Linked DNA regions of Danio rerio: region 1 is linked to region 2. A link is a contact called in public Micro-C data. All regions are on one chromosome and are shown on one strand. Each heading gives the region's core, a stretch centred on a gene start, on an enhancer-like site or on the middle of the called end of the contact. The rest is flanking DNA. Distances are from core to core; before and after follow the strand shown. Region 1 holds the start of zgc:66447. Region 2 holds the start of si:ch211-153b23.5.

What was found. A called contact is a pair of places that touch in the nucleus more often than the background predicts.
Region 1: a Micro-C map of caudal fin shows a contact between it and region 2, with 11 times the contacts expected there. The contact joins the promoter of zgc:66447 here to the promoter of si:ch211-153b23.5 in region 2. A contact is called at or near these places in 2 of 18 Hi-C or Micro-C datasets (caudal fin and embryo).

Annotation. Positions count from the first base shown.
Region 1 is chr14:12,607,191-12,614,032 of GRCz12tu, reverse strand. It overlaps zgc:66447, which reads left to right and starts at 1,909. Exons shown (of 9, transcript NM_199735.1): 1 at 1,909-2,065; 2 at 2,587-3,150. The coding sequence starts at 2,591.
Region 2 is chr14:11,946,016-11,953,382 of GRCz12tu, reverse strand. si:ch211-153b23.5 reads right to left here and starts at 2,247. Exons shown (of 5, transcript NM_001386233.1): 1 at 2,166-2,247; 2 at 1,600-1,715; 3 at 350-521. The coding sequence starts at 1,710. It overlaps si:ch211-153b23.4, which reads left to right and starts at 3,105. Exons shown (of 9, transcript NM_001305473.1): 1 at 3,105-3,184; 2 at 3,534-3,647; 3 at 4,577-6,250; 4 at 6,794-6,893; 5 at 7,001-7,149. The coding sequence starts at 3,130.

The sequences.
Region 1 (6,842 bases), core at 660-3,159, 660 kb before region 2:
TGACATTTAAAGGCTTAACTAGGTTAATTAGGTTAACTGGGCAGGTTAGGGTAATGTATAACGATAGTTTGTTCTGTAGACTATCGGAAATTTTTTTTTGCCTAAACTATATATATATATATATATATATATATATATATATATATACCAATAAAGTCCCAGGGTCCATCGGGGGGTCTTACCTATGTCAAGGTCGTCCTTCCTTCCTGTTTCAAAAGCGATGACTTTTCAAAAGCCAAAAAACAATGCTCAACAAACATATCTTGTTTACTGTCCATTGAGCTGTCAACTGTAAGTTCAGCTGAAGTTCATGGGTACTCATATTTGTTAGATGTCATTTCAAATGAGTGTGGGCGCACATGCAGGTGTGCCAAATCATGAGTTACAGAACAGAATACAGCTGTCCTTATTATGGCCTTGCCTCCATAACTCTACCCACATTGTAACATTAATGCTGCTCTTCTAATTTATCTTCTCATCTCTGACTGCATTTACATAGAATGACTTTTTATTTACCAAAGCACACATACCTGAAAATAATGCCACAGGTATGGGTAATAATACAATATAATAATAATAATAATAATAACAATAATAATAATACTGAAATTACTCAAATAAATATAAATTAGAGTAATGCATTCATCAGAAATTCAGAAAGACACAATGAATTTCCCAACAATCAATGAATTTTTTTCCTGATGGCACAGGCATGTTCCAAGATGACAATGCCAGGATTCATAGGGCTCAAATTGTGAAAGAGTGGTTAGGGAGCACGTTACATAATTTTTACACATGGAATGGCCACCACACAGTCCAGACCTTAACTTAATTGAGAATGTTCAGGATTTGATGGAGAAGACTTTCTGACTCTTCTCTTTTACAAGATTGGGGTGAAAAATTGATGCAACAATGGAGAATAAAGAATAGAGCCTCGACCCTGATCAAACACACCTGAACCAATTAATTAGGACCTGAACATCACTTGATAATTACAGGCAAGTGTGTTTGATATGTGTTGCAAATGAAATCTGCAGGATAGAAGATCCCCAGGAACAGGGTTGGTCAACCCTGATTTATATACAGTTGAAGTTAAAATGATTCAGTGGTGTTTTTCAAAAGCAAATTGATTTCTCTATTTTGTGTATTGCCAACAGTTTCCATATGATAATTAACTTTCATATCTATTCAATGAATTTCGAATAAAAAATTTTATTTATTGAATTTGAAGGCAGGAGCATGGGTCTTTTTAAACTAAATAATTGAAAGTTTAAATCTGGATTTGAATAGCTGTAAATTTCCAATGAAAAAAATAATGAAAAGAGTAGCCTAAAAATTCTAGCCTAATACCTTATTGCTCCGATTAAACAAAACAAATAAAGTATGCAGTAGTTAAGTTGCAGAGAAAATTTGCTTTGATCATGTCTCTCTCTACTGGAATAGAAATGTTACTACAATGAGCGCAATTTATTTATTTATTTTTTATTTTATTTTTATTTTAAAATGCATTAAATGCTTCACAACCTAAAATAAAAGTATTAATGATAAGAATTATTAAAAAGTGAATATATTTAAAAGAAACAAGTTCAATTAAAAAGTGTCCGGGTGTTTGCTGGAATAGCCTATAATCAACGCAAAATGTTTTTAAATAATTACAGTTCAGAAAAATGTGCAGTATATTTTCTGATAAATTTTAACAAGTACAAAAATTCTAAATAAGAGTAACTGCATAAATATTTTATATGGTTATTTTTACAACAGCGAGCGTCACCGGGTACTTTGACTGAGCGTTGAGCTACGCAAACGTCCACTAGGTGGGGCTACACTTCAAAATACTTTCTGTGGCTTACTGCAGTGGGCTGGCGGTCTAATTTGATTGGTTCAAATGGTGTCCATCACCCCCACGACGATAGCAAACGAGCTAACTAGCTCAACACAGCCAAAATACTGTGTTTATAGCATAGCAACGGTAAAACAGCGGTTTTACCTTTTTAAAATCGATTTATTTTGTTAAAATATTGAAATAATAAATCGGACATTTGCCGAAACTGTGGCGAGAGGTGAGGTATGTTTATTATTGTGCTGATGATCATTTAATTTGTAAGCGCTGCTCATTTTACACTCTACTTGACATAAACATTAGCTAAATGTTCATGTAAATGCATAAACATTTTATCTATTAAACACGTTTCGGTTAAAAAACACAAACACATTTTATTATCTTTACAGAGTAATTCACTGGAAACTTTTTTTCTGTAATTCAGTAAGAACATCCTTGATAGTCTAAGCAAACCTCATTTGTTTGCTGGTTGGTTTGCATTGCTAACTTGTGTGTCATTGTTCAATGCTGGGAACATTTTGCCAGCACTTTAACACTTGGCCATTATTTACTTAAGAATTGGATAAAATACTATTTATGAAGCAGTTTGTGGAGAATATATATTTGCTTAGGTGGAAACACAAGAAGATTAAAGAGTTGTTTTATTAGTTTATTGCAATTGATCTATCTAAAAACATGTACATTATGTTGCAGTATATATTTGATTATCGAAACACATATGTTGTCACTGTACATTCATATTGCAGGAGAATGGTGGTCCCTGATAGTGGAAGTGATATTCAGCCAGCGGATAATGGTGATACAGACAAGGTGATGTCCAATTCTGAGCCTGAACTCGACCCAAACCTGACCACTGTGGAGCTTGAGGAAGTCCGTAAACTACAGGATCTGGTGCGGCAGCTGGAGGTCCAGAATCAAACCCTTCATAACAGAAGCAGAAAACAAGTGCTTGGAGGCACCAACAATAGCAACCTCAAAGCAGGAAGTAATATTAATAACCTGCACAAAGTCATGGACACTTCTCCCGGAGCAGAGGAGGCTGGGAACTTGGAGCTCTCTCCTCCAGCAGACAGCAGTGGCAGTGAAGACATGTCTCCACTACCTGACACCTCCAGGGTAGAGGAGCAGGATGGGTTTCTAAGCTTACCGTGTTCTTCTGGCTCCAAACAAACCATGGGATGGTTTGTCACAAGTAACTGTGATTCAGGCATGCTGGGAGCAAGTGAAGCAAGTAAGGACCAGTCCGCCCTGGATGAAGTCGATGTGCTTGACTTGGAGTTATGTGCTAAAGCTGAGGATGAAGACAGTTGGTGGGTTTTATTGATCTTTATACATGCAGTTGCAGTCAGGATTATTAGTCCCCTTGAATTATTAACCACCGTTTATTTTTTACCCAATTTCTGTTTAACGGAGAGAAGATTTTTTTTGAACACATTTCTAAATGTAATAGTTTTAATTACTCATTTCTAATAACTGATGTTTTTTTTGCCATGATGACAGCACATAATATTTTACTAGATATTTTTCATGACGCTAGTATTCAGCTTAAAGTGACATTTAAAGGCTTAACTAGGTTAATTAGGTTAACTTGGCAGGTTAGGGTAATTAAGCAAGTTAATAAATAATGATGTTCTGTAGACTCTCGAAAAAAAATAGCTTAAAGGGGCTAATAATGTTGACCTTAAAATGTTTTTTAAAAAATTAAAAACTTTTTTTCCCAGGCGAAATAAAACAAATAAGACTTTCTCCAGTAGAAAAACATTTATCAGACATACTGTGAAAATTTCTTTGCTCTGTTAAACATCATTTGGGAAATATTTAAAAAAGAAAATATCATGTAGCGCTGAAAAATGTAAAATAAGTGAATTTTCATGTATGGAATCTGCTATATACTGTAAAAAAAATTAATGACCAAAATTTAAGATAACAAATATTTTCTTGCTTTAACTTATTTCTATTAGTTAATCAGGTTTACATACGTAGTTTAACTTAATATTTATAGTCAGTTGGATTAATGTAAGTTGAGATGACTAGAAAAGGTAATTGGATTCAATAAAAAATAAGGCAGCAAGACTTTTTTACAGTGTACTTTTACTTGTAATGTAAAAAAAAAAAATCTAAGAATGAATATGAATTCAATAGAATGGATGGCAATTTGCTTTCTTGTTCAAATTCTTGTTATAATAATAATAGTTTTGGTGATTGGTGGCCAGGCTATTTTTGTTTGTCAGTATTTATTGAAAATAAATAATAAATATTTATTGAAAATAAATAAATCAAAATTGCCAATGCTTTAAATTGATAGATAGACCCAAAAATTGACATTCTGCAGTCATTTGCAAATCCAAATCCATACCCATGTGTAGAAATCAATAGATTTCAGTAGATTGTTTAGCCCATCGAGTCTACTGATTTACTAATTTGTTTACTGGTTTACTTAATGTGTGTAAATTTATATTTATTTAGTATTTATATTAATTTCAGTATTTTTTCAGTAATTCAGTAAATTTATTTACAATACAGTTTGTAAAGTAATATTTTCTTTTTTAGTAGATATATATATGAGAGACTTGTTTATCAAATAAGTGCATCAAATTTTGCATTGTAAAACGGAAATAAAAGTTTGAAGTTATTATTTTTATTTAATGTTTTAAGTTACTATACTTTCAAAATCATTATACATGAATCCGCAGATTAGTATATAAAGGTATATATATATATATGTAAAAAAAATTGGCGCAGAATTAGCAATATTACAATACAATATTACAAATACAATATTTATCTTGAAACCTTACATGCAATTATACACATAAACTGTCACATTGCTTGTAATAGTCATTGGCAAATTACATGCTAGAACAATCCACACTGGTTTGTGCAGACCACATATGTGTTTTAGAATCTGATTACCACATGCAATGTGCTCAGCATTTGTGTGTATAGATTTGAATTAAAGTCTATATTAAGCCTATATTATTGGTGTTATTAAACAAAGCAATCCTATTGTAAGGCTTGAATTCATTTGCTCCATTAGATTTTGCAGCATCTTTAATAATCACTTTTTTTTTTAAGGATCTTTTCAATTTGATCTTTTTTGGACATTTGTAAGAAGGATTTTGTTAAAGAATACATGCATTTATGTTTTTAAGTAGGGCGGAATAATGTATTGTTTGTGCATCGATAACGCAATGTGTGAATCTGCAACATTCATGTCACAGTATTAGATCTTTGTTTATTAATGTTTATTAAAGCTTAAAAGATAAAGATTTTTTATACAATGATGAACATGTTATTTTACATTTGATTGTTAAATTTCTGTTCTTGAATACTTTTAGACTTTTACTTTAGGACATATTCACTGCATAGAAAATAACTTGACACTCACAAATTAACGAAAGTCTTGTGAAATGATATTCATATCGCAATATATAAAACAAAATATAGCATTCTCAGATTTTTCCAATATTGTGCAGCCCTAATTTGAAGATGATTGGAAGTATTGTGGGTTTGAAATGACGTGGGGGCAAGTAAAGTAGGACCATTTTAATTTGAGGGCCAACACTTAAAAGTAATTCATTCAAAAATAAAACTTATTCAATTCAATTCATCTTTATTTGTATAGCGCTTTTACAATGTAGATTGTGTCAAAGCAGCTTCACATAAATGGTCATAGTAACTGGAACAGTGTGGTTCAGGTTTTAGTGTTTAAGTTCAGTTTAGTTCAGTTTAGCTCAGTTCAGTGTGATTTTAAAATCATTACTGAGAGTGCAAAAACTGAAGAGCAAATTTATCGATGCGTAGCTCTACCAATACTGAACCATGCGAGCCAGTGGCGACAGCGGAGAGGGAAAAAAAACTTCACCTGATAGGAGAGTGAAGAAAAAAAACCTTGAGAGAACCAGACTCAGTTGGGCACGACCATTTTAATTTCTCCGCTGGCCAACTTATGTCATCCTATACCAATCCACCACTTGTTCCAAGTTTGTGTACTGTTGAACACAACATAAGAAAATGTTGGAAACCACCATTGATTTCAATTGTATCCTACCATAGATGTCAGTTGCTACCTTCCATCATAGTTCAGAATATATTATCACGTATTCAACAGAATCCATCACGCTTTGATGCTTCAGTGAATGTGGGTGTGATTTGAAAGGCAATGGGAGCTTACTCTGTCTACACAGAATGTCCAGTGGCGTATTGCACCTGTGCCACCATAGAGTTTGGGACACAATGATGACCAACAATAGTCAGGACACTATTATTCCCTGTGGTTAATTGCATTATGAAGTCCTCTTTGAAGATTTGGGATGGGCAATTGAAAGAGGTTTGTTCAGCCCAATGAATTTTTCATTTTTCTTTTTTTTTTTGAAAGTTTAAAACATTAACAGTGCATTTTACTCCGTATATTCAGTGTGGTTTATCTGATGGTCTACTTAGACTGAAAATAAATCTAAACTTAATAACTGTAATTAATGTCAGTGAGGATGGATTTCTGCAGGAGGTGATTTTGCATTTAAACATGAGGAAGTACAGCATTTCTAAAATGAAGCAGTTTTACACCTTAATTTGATAATATACTTAATTAAATGCTAAAGGCTTTTTAATGTGTATACATTTTTTTCTTTCTGGTATTAACATGCAGACTAATCTCACGGATGCAGGCTTTATTTTTGAGTGAAATAATCCAGCCAGTATCCCAGTGAGTTGGCCAATTAGCTTTCCATATGTCCGTATCTGTTTTTTTTTTTTTTTGAGGTAATAGAATTATATTCCATTTGGTAGCAGCATTGGGATTGTGTCTTTGGTGCGGCGGTAAGCAGCTTTTGGTGGATTTATGCTTCATGTGATACTGCTAATTCCAGAAAGGGGGAAAAAAGAGCTTATTGTTAACAAAACGGTGACCTGAACATTTTCTCAAGTCTTCGTTTATTGATAAGTAAATATATATTGGTTAAACATTAGTAGGCAGTTGTGCTGTTAAATTCATAACATTGTT
Region 2 (7,367 bases), core at 998-3,497:
GTCATTTCTCTGTGGACTCATTGATAAACTTGGTTTGACAAACCAAACCAAGCCTTATCTCCAGACAGCAATTTATGTAAAGTCACACATTAATGACATACAAGGCCTACTGGAGTTTATGCATCGATGACTAATCACTGACTAATCTGTCAACATAGCATGGACATTTGATGGGTTCCTATAAAAGAGGTGCCCAATGTTTAAAGTAGGATAAAATTAGTGAAGAATAATTTCTAAATAAATTCATATGTACGGTATACAGTTTTAACACATTAAGATCAGATTGTTCTGTTAGAGTATTTAGTCATTTATTTGTGGAGTTATATAATGTCATGGATGCTCTTATTACCTGGAATGATGAGTGCATCAAATGCACTGACATCTAGCTTGGCTAGATCTGTGACATCACCACGGGCGATGCGGGCACTCTCCTGCATCACGTTCCTCTTGTCTGCCACAGGTTTCCCTTCACAGTGGTTCACCACATGCATCATCTCAACATCAGGTGCAAATATTGTAACCTACACAGAAAGTTCAACATCGAAGCAAGGCATGAGGTGGTATTTATTTATTTATTTTTAATTGAATAATTAATATTTTTATATTTTAAAAAGTATCTTAAGCTTACTTACAGCTGCATATGATTTATAAGAAATATATAGTGAAACAGTAAGATATTATAGTTATTATAGATATTATAGTTCTGTCTGGGCAGTTTAATCTTTAAGAGTTATTTTTTTTAACATTAATAAAAATGTTATGTTAGAGTTTTCATCGGGTATGATTCTGCTTCTCAGTGTAAATTTGTCCCTCAGTAAATGTTCTACTTTTATAAATATTTGTGTTGTGCAACTATTTTTGTCTGATAAAATGTGATACACTATAATTCAAAATTCATCCCTTGTTCTTATTCATTCATTTATCTTATTTATTAGGGTATATATAGGCTTATTTATATATATGCAATTTATTTATGCAGTTGAAGTCAGAATTATTAGCCCCCTTCAAAAAATGTTCTTCTTTTTTTCAAAATATTTTCCAAATGATGTTTAACAGAGCAAGGAAATTTTCACAGTATGTCTGATCATATTTTTTCTTCTGGAGAAAGTCTTGTTTGTTTTATTTTTGTTAGAATAAAAGCTGTTTTAAATTTTTTTAAACACAATTTTAGGGACAAAATTATTAGCCCCTTTAAGATATTTTTTTCTCAATAACCTACAGAACAAACCCTCGTTATACAATAACTTGCCTAATTACCCTAACCTGTCTAGTTAACATAATTAACCTAGTTAAGCCTTTTAAATGTTACTTTAAACTGTATAGAAGTGTCTTGAAAAACATCTAGTCAAATATTATTTACTGTCATCATGATAAAGATAAAATGAATCAGTTATTAGAAATGAGTTATTAACTATTTTGTTTAGAAATGTGTTGAAAAAATCTCTCCGATAAACAGAAATTGAGGAAAAAAATAAACAAGCGATTTAATAATTCTGACTTCAACTGTATGTGTGTGTGTGTGTGTGTGTGTGTGTGTGAGAGAGAGAGAGAGAGAGAGAGAGAGAGAGAGAGGGAGAGAGAGAGAGAAAGAGACATTACCTCTGCACCTGCTCGACTGAGATGTACCATAATGGCTGATGCCTCATGAACTTCTGTGCCATCATACACGCCACAGCCAGACAGAACTAATGCAACACTCTTCTTTGCCATCTTATCTGTTACATTAAACACAATACAGAAGTTTGCCATTCATGCTGGTCTTTTAAGGTACAGTATTCATTTAGAATATATACATTTCACGACACTCTATAAAAAAATGAAAGAAAAGCAAAGACAACAACAGGTGCCAACTCCTGACACGCTGCTTTAAATATTTATGGTAATGACACCTCCAGAGAGTTTTACCCAGGTAACGCACGATCACAGCTGTTTCCAGGGAACAGGTCAACATGTTTTGAACCCGATAAAACCTCACGTATTAGGAAATCATTTCTACAGTTGCAAAATTATGGTTACACTAACTGTAGCATTAAAGAACAACTAGAACATATACTGGAAATTATGTTTAAATTTAGACTTTAAACATGATTTTACCGTTTTTAAAAATCTGAAACTTTTAGGTTCAAGTCTACAAATGCCGTTGTGAAATTAAATGCAGAACCTACCTCGTTAAAGTAGTTGACTTTACAGTGAAGTGCGCTCTTTTCCTGAAGGTTGCTTTCACCACTCAAAGATGAGCAAGACTGTATTCTACTTATATTCTTGAAAAGCTGAACCGCCCATGAAGGCGTGTTAAAAAGTTAAGGACACACCCGTGAGCGCTTTCTGGAAGGAAATAAAAAAAAAAACTATTGTCCCCGTTCAAACAGGTCGCGCATACCGCTTAGTCATGCCCTCCTTTCTGAGCTCATCTATTTTTATATTGGTGCACATTAACTGATTGTACGTTTCTTATAAATGAAATCATTAAGTTTGGAGTTGAAGGTTGTGAAACTAGCAGACTGTCTTTATTCAATCATTGGATTGAATGTGTGTCATCTGTGGACAAATTAATCCGTTTTCTTTGACTTTTTTTTATCGACTTTTAAAGATTATTGTCACAGATAGACTTCCACGCATATATCAGGCAGGTGTCTAAGTAAACCACTATTTTCCATGTATTATTATTATTATTTTGCATCCAGTTGTATGCTTTTTCGTTTGTCTCTAATTAAAAATGATTTACGATTTCTTTTGCAAAATAAAATTAATAATAATTTTAACAATAATATTATTAACAACAACAACAATAAATAGGCCTATAATTTTAATTAAAATAATAATCATAATAATTATAATATAATTTAAAAGATAATCAGCAAGTTATATTATAGGCTACGTTTGAATTAATAATAAAAAAGGCTACTAAAAACACCAGTTTGCTTAAATCAGAACAGGTTTAAATGTGTTAAATAACTCAAATTATATATTTATTACATGAATTCATTTAGGAAAATGTTTCTAGTTGGCTATACCAGGAAAGAAGGAAATAAAGGGCATTTTTAGAAAGGGCGTATCTGACATCACTATGCATAACGTCAGCAGTGTGTATAAAGCTAAGCGAGAGAGTGAAGAGCGTCAAAAGTGAGGATGGCGGAGACTGAATCATTACACTTATCCATTGGCATTCTGGGGATATCTGGGGGTAGGTTTCTGAAAAAAAAGAAGAAAGTTGTGATTTTTTGATTAGTTGTTTATTTCGAAAGATTTTTAAAACAATTAAAACTGCTATTTAGCCTTTTTAAAGTAAAAAAAATTTTTTTTTGCTATGTAACTTTATTTTAAAATGCACAAAATTATTGTAAATGTTTTACACTTTGAAATATATTATTGCGTATTGTAATACTTAGTTTATTGTGTGTATATTCTTAGTATATTATGTATTTATTATATTACAGACCTGAATAATTATAATTATATATAATTACTTAATATTATAATTACTTGAATATCGAATTGTGCTTATAATAATAATGATGATAATGTTCTGATAGGTTCGTTGTTGTTACTGGTGAACAACTATGCGAGCTCTCCAGACAAATCCCTGATCAAAGACACAGCTTTAGGAATTCTGCTCCTCATATTTGCTTCTCTGCTGGCTTATTCAGGTACTGTATGTGTTTCACATTCACTATTTGATGGCAATAAACCACATAAGATTTTATATACAAAAAAAAAAAAAATCTTTATCGTATTTAAATCAGAGAGTAACATATTGTGGCGATTATTAATTTATTTACAAAAATGCTATTAACATATAAACACTTAATATTTTTAACAAAAATATTGTTACCATATTATTCATGAAAAAGCAACACATTTATATTTATTATATATTTATATATTTATATAATATTGTTGCAATATATTTGCACTTAAAGTCTGTATGATGGTGGTGGGGTTGGGGGGTGGTTTGTTTGTTATTTTTGTCAGTTATTTTTCTGGTAGTGGAAATGCCTCAAAAATTAAACACTTAATCTTCAAACTTTTTATGGTGCTCTTTTTTTTCTTTTCTTTTTTTAAATATTTCCCAAATGATGTTTAACAGAGCGAGGTAATTTTTACAGTATGTCTGATACAATTTTTTTATGGAAAAAGTTTTGTTTCGGCTAAAATAAAAGCAGGTTTTTTATATTAAACACTATTTTGAGGACTAAATAATTAGCCCCTTTAAGCAATTTTTTAAATTAGTCTACAGAACAAACCATCGTTATACAATAACTTGCCTAATAACCCTAACCTGCCTAGTTAACCTAATTAACCTAGTTAAGCCTTTATACGTCACTTTAAGCTGTATTAAAGTGTCTTGAAAAATATCTAGTAAAATATTATTTACTGACATTATGGCAAAAATAAAATAAATCAGTTATTAGATATGAGATATTTAAACTATTATGTTTAGAAATATGTTGAAAAAAATTATCTTTCCTTTAAACAGACATTGGGGAAAAAAATTAACGGGGGCTAATAATTCAGGGGGGCTAATAAAACTGTTTGTCCTCTATGTAAATGTCTTTTTTCTTATTCTTTCTCTTAGGTTTACGACGCAGCAAGACCCACAATGTACTCTTTGGTAGTTTGTGCCTGACAGTGTCTGCCTTATGGTGTGGTTCAGGTTTAGTTTACATACTTGCAGGTGAAAATATAATAAATGGCCAAAAAGGACTGAGAGATGCTATGGTGCCGGGCCTTGCAGCTTTCACACTGGCACTGCTTGTTATTTGTATTGTGGCTGTTGTGTGTCATGAGGTTGTCCTGTCATTCATTGCCCTTACCATATGTTTAGCTTGTGCCCACCAGATTGCTGGCCTTGCAGATCTGGCCTTCGGAAAGGCAGCTACTGCCGTCTGCTATCTGCTGGTCTGTATTGTGGGTGCATACTTTGGAAGTGGTCGCTTGTTGTCTTATATTACCAAAAGAAAGATTCAGCTACCCGGAACATTTAACAAAGATAACAAACAGTTACAGGGTCGATATGCCAACGCTGTTGTGATAATTGGGATAATCATGAATTTGTTGTCAGCTAGTGTGCTAGCCTGTGTTCTGCTTGGTGTTGTCCCTGCTCTTTTCTCTGGTCATGTGCCATGGCTGTGGACCGCTGGTGTCTTTCAGCTGTGTGTGTGTGTTCAGAGCTATAGATTCATGGACCACATGGCAGCTACTTTTTATGGCTTCACATCGATTCTGCATTTCACTGAAGGATACACTGCGTTAGTAGTGCACCTAACAAACCAGGTTCCTTATTCTCCAGTGCCTTTTCCAGTTGTATTCTCTGTGCTGTTTTTCATTCTGGCTTTGTTTAGCTTGCAGGGAGGATTTGTCAATACTATTTACCAACTGTTCTTTGTTGCATACTGTATTGCAGTTGCATCTGAACCCCAGAGCTTCTTTCAGAGAGGAACGCAAGGTGTTCAGGCTGCCATTTTTGTCATGTCTTCTTTTGTGCTTTTTGTTACCCTTTATAACATGGCATCCCCAAGTAAGATACCTACAGGTGCAGGTTTTATTAAGAACCTGTTTAGTCGCAGTAATAAATTTGTCCTACATACCCATGATAAAAATCGGCATGCTCCCTATCTGGGCTATTCCAAATATGCAGATGCTGAAGTGTTGGGCCATGCCTGCAGTGTCCTGGCTGCCTTTTCAATTACAGCCTCACTTTCTAGTGGAAACCCCTTAGCCCTTCTCATCCTACCTTGGACAGTAGTTTCTGGTGGTGTGTTGCACTTAATATGTGGTTCTGTTGCCTTTGCTCGAGGAAAGACCCTAGAGAGCACGACTTTCGTTCTTTATGGTATCATGTGGACAGTGTGGGGACTGACACGCTTTGGCGGCCTCTATGGTGATGTGCGTGGCCTACACCTAGCAGTAGGAATCATCAGTTTCATGCTCTTCAACGTATTAGTGACAGCTGGGTCGATGTTTCTCAGCAAGGCTTGGTTTATCTATACATTCACTTTCCAGCTCATCCTTATTAGCTTCTTACTGGATGCAGTGGGTGCACTGCCCTATGGTTATGATATTGGTGTGACCATAATAGTTGGGCTTGTCAGCTTCTATATGTTTTTGGCCAGCATTTTCAACTCCACCTTTAAAAGTCCACAATTACCACTTGGGGATCCATTCATCAAGCTGAGTGGCTTTGGAGGAGGCAAAGACAGTTGCCCTCACCTCACAGCAAGGAAGTCCACATCAGTTCATCAGATTGCAGGTCAGTAAGTATAGCAAAAACTGAACCAGAGTCGTGGAAAGTTACTTTTAAAAGTAATATTTTACACTCTTACGCACTGCCAAGTAAAAAAAACAACACTTGCTTAAAATGTAATTGAGTTAGTTTTTTAACTCAAGATTTGAATAAATTACTTTTAAAAGTAACTTTCACAAATACTGATTTACACTAGACCAGAGGTCACCAATATTGGTCCTGGAGGGCTGGTGTTCCTGCACGGTTTAGATTCAACTTGCCTCAATACACCTGCCTGAATGTTTCAAGTATACAGTATCTACCTTGATTAGCTTGTTCAGGTGTGTTTAATTAGGGTTGGAGTTAAAATCTGCCTGACACCGGCCCTCCAGGAACAAGTTTGGTGACCCCTGCTGTAGACCTTAGTCAGGAAATATGGCATACATTACACTTTACATGCTCTGTATGAAGTTAAGTCATTTCCAAACCCCTGACTAATATCTATTGGCAAACCTGTTTGCATATACGTGAATGTGTTTAACCAATACATTTCCCATTATTTTATTACAGAGATCATGAAGAATGGGGGAATTTGTGGAATGCCCACAGACACTGTCTATGTTCTTGTGGCAGCCTGTAATCGCCCACAAGCTGTTGAAAAGGCATATAGGTGAAATATAATTTCCCTGTTGTTATTTTAAGCCCAAACTTTAAGAAGAATATTTAGATGTGGTTGCTCCAACGTTGTCACTAACCATATGATCACACATTTTCTAGTGTAAAGAAGCAGGCCAAAGAAAGACCCATGTCCTTATGGGTTGCATCAATAAAGCAGTTGGAGCCAGTCAGAAAACAGATCAGCCCTATTTTATGGGACTTTATGGAAGCTGCTTGGCCATCTTCCATTAGCTTGGTTATAGCTAGAGGTAAGTAGTGTGATTTTCACACTGAATCTGATATTTTTTTTACAAAATGATGTAGAATTGCAACATAGGCTCAAATCTTAGCCCTATTTACATTTCTGGAGATCGCACATTATGTAGCCAGAGCCACATATGGCTGCATTTCGTCTTTAAAACGAATGCTACGGGGGTATGACACACCGTTCCTTTTCGCACATCACAGCTGACCGCTTACCTCCTTA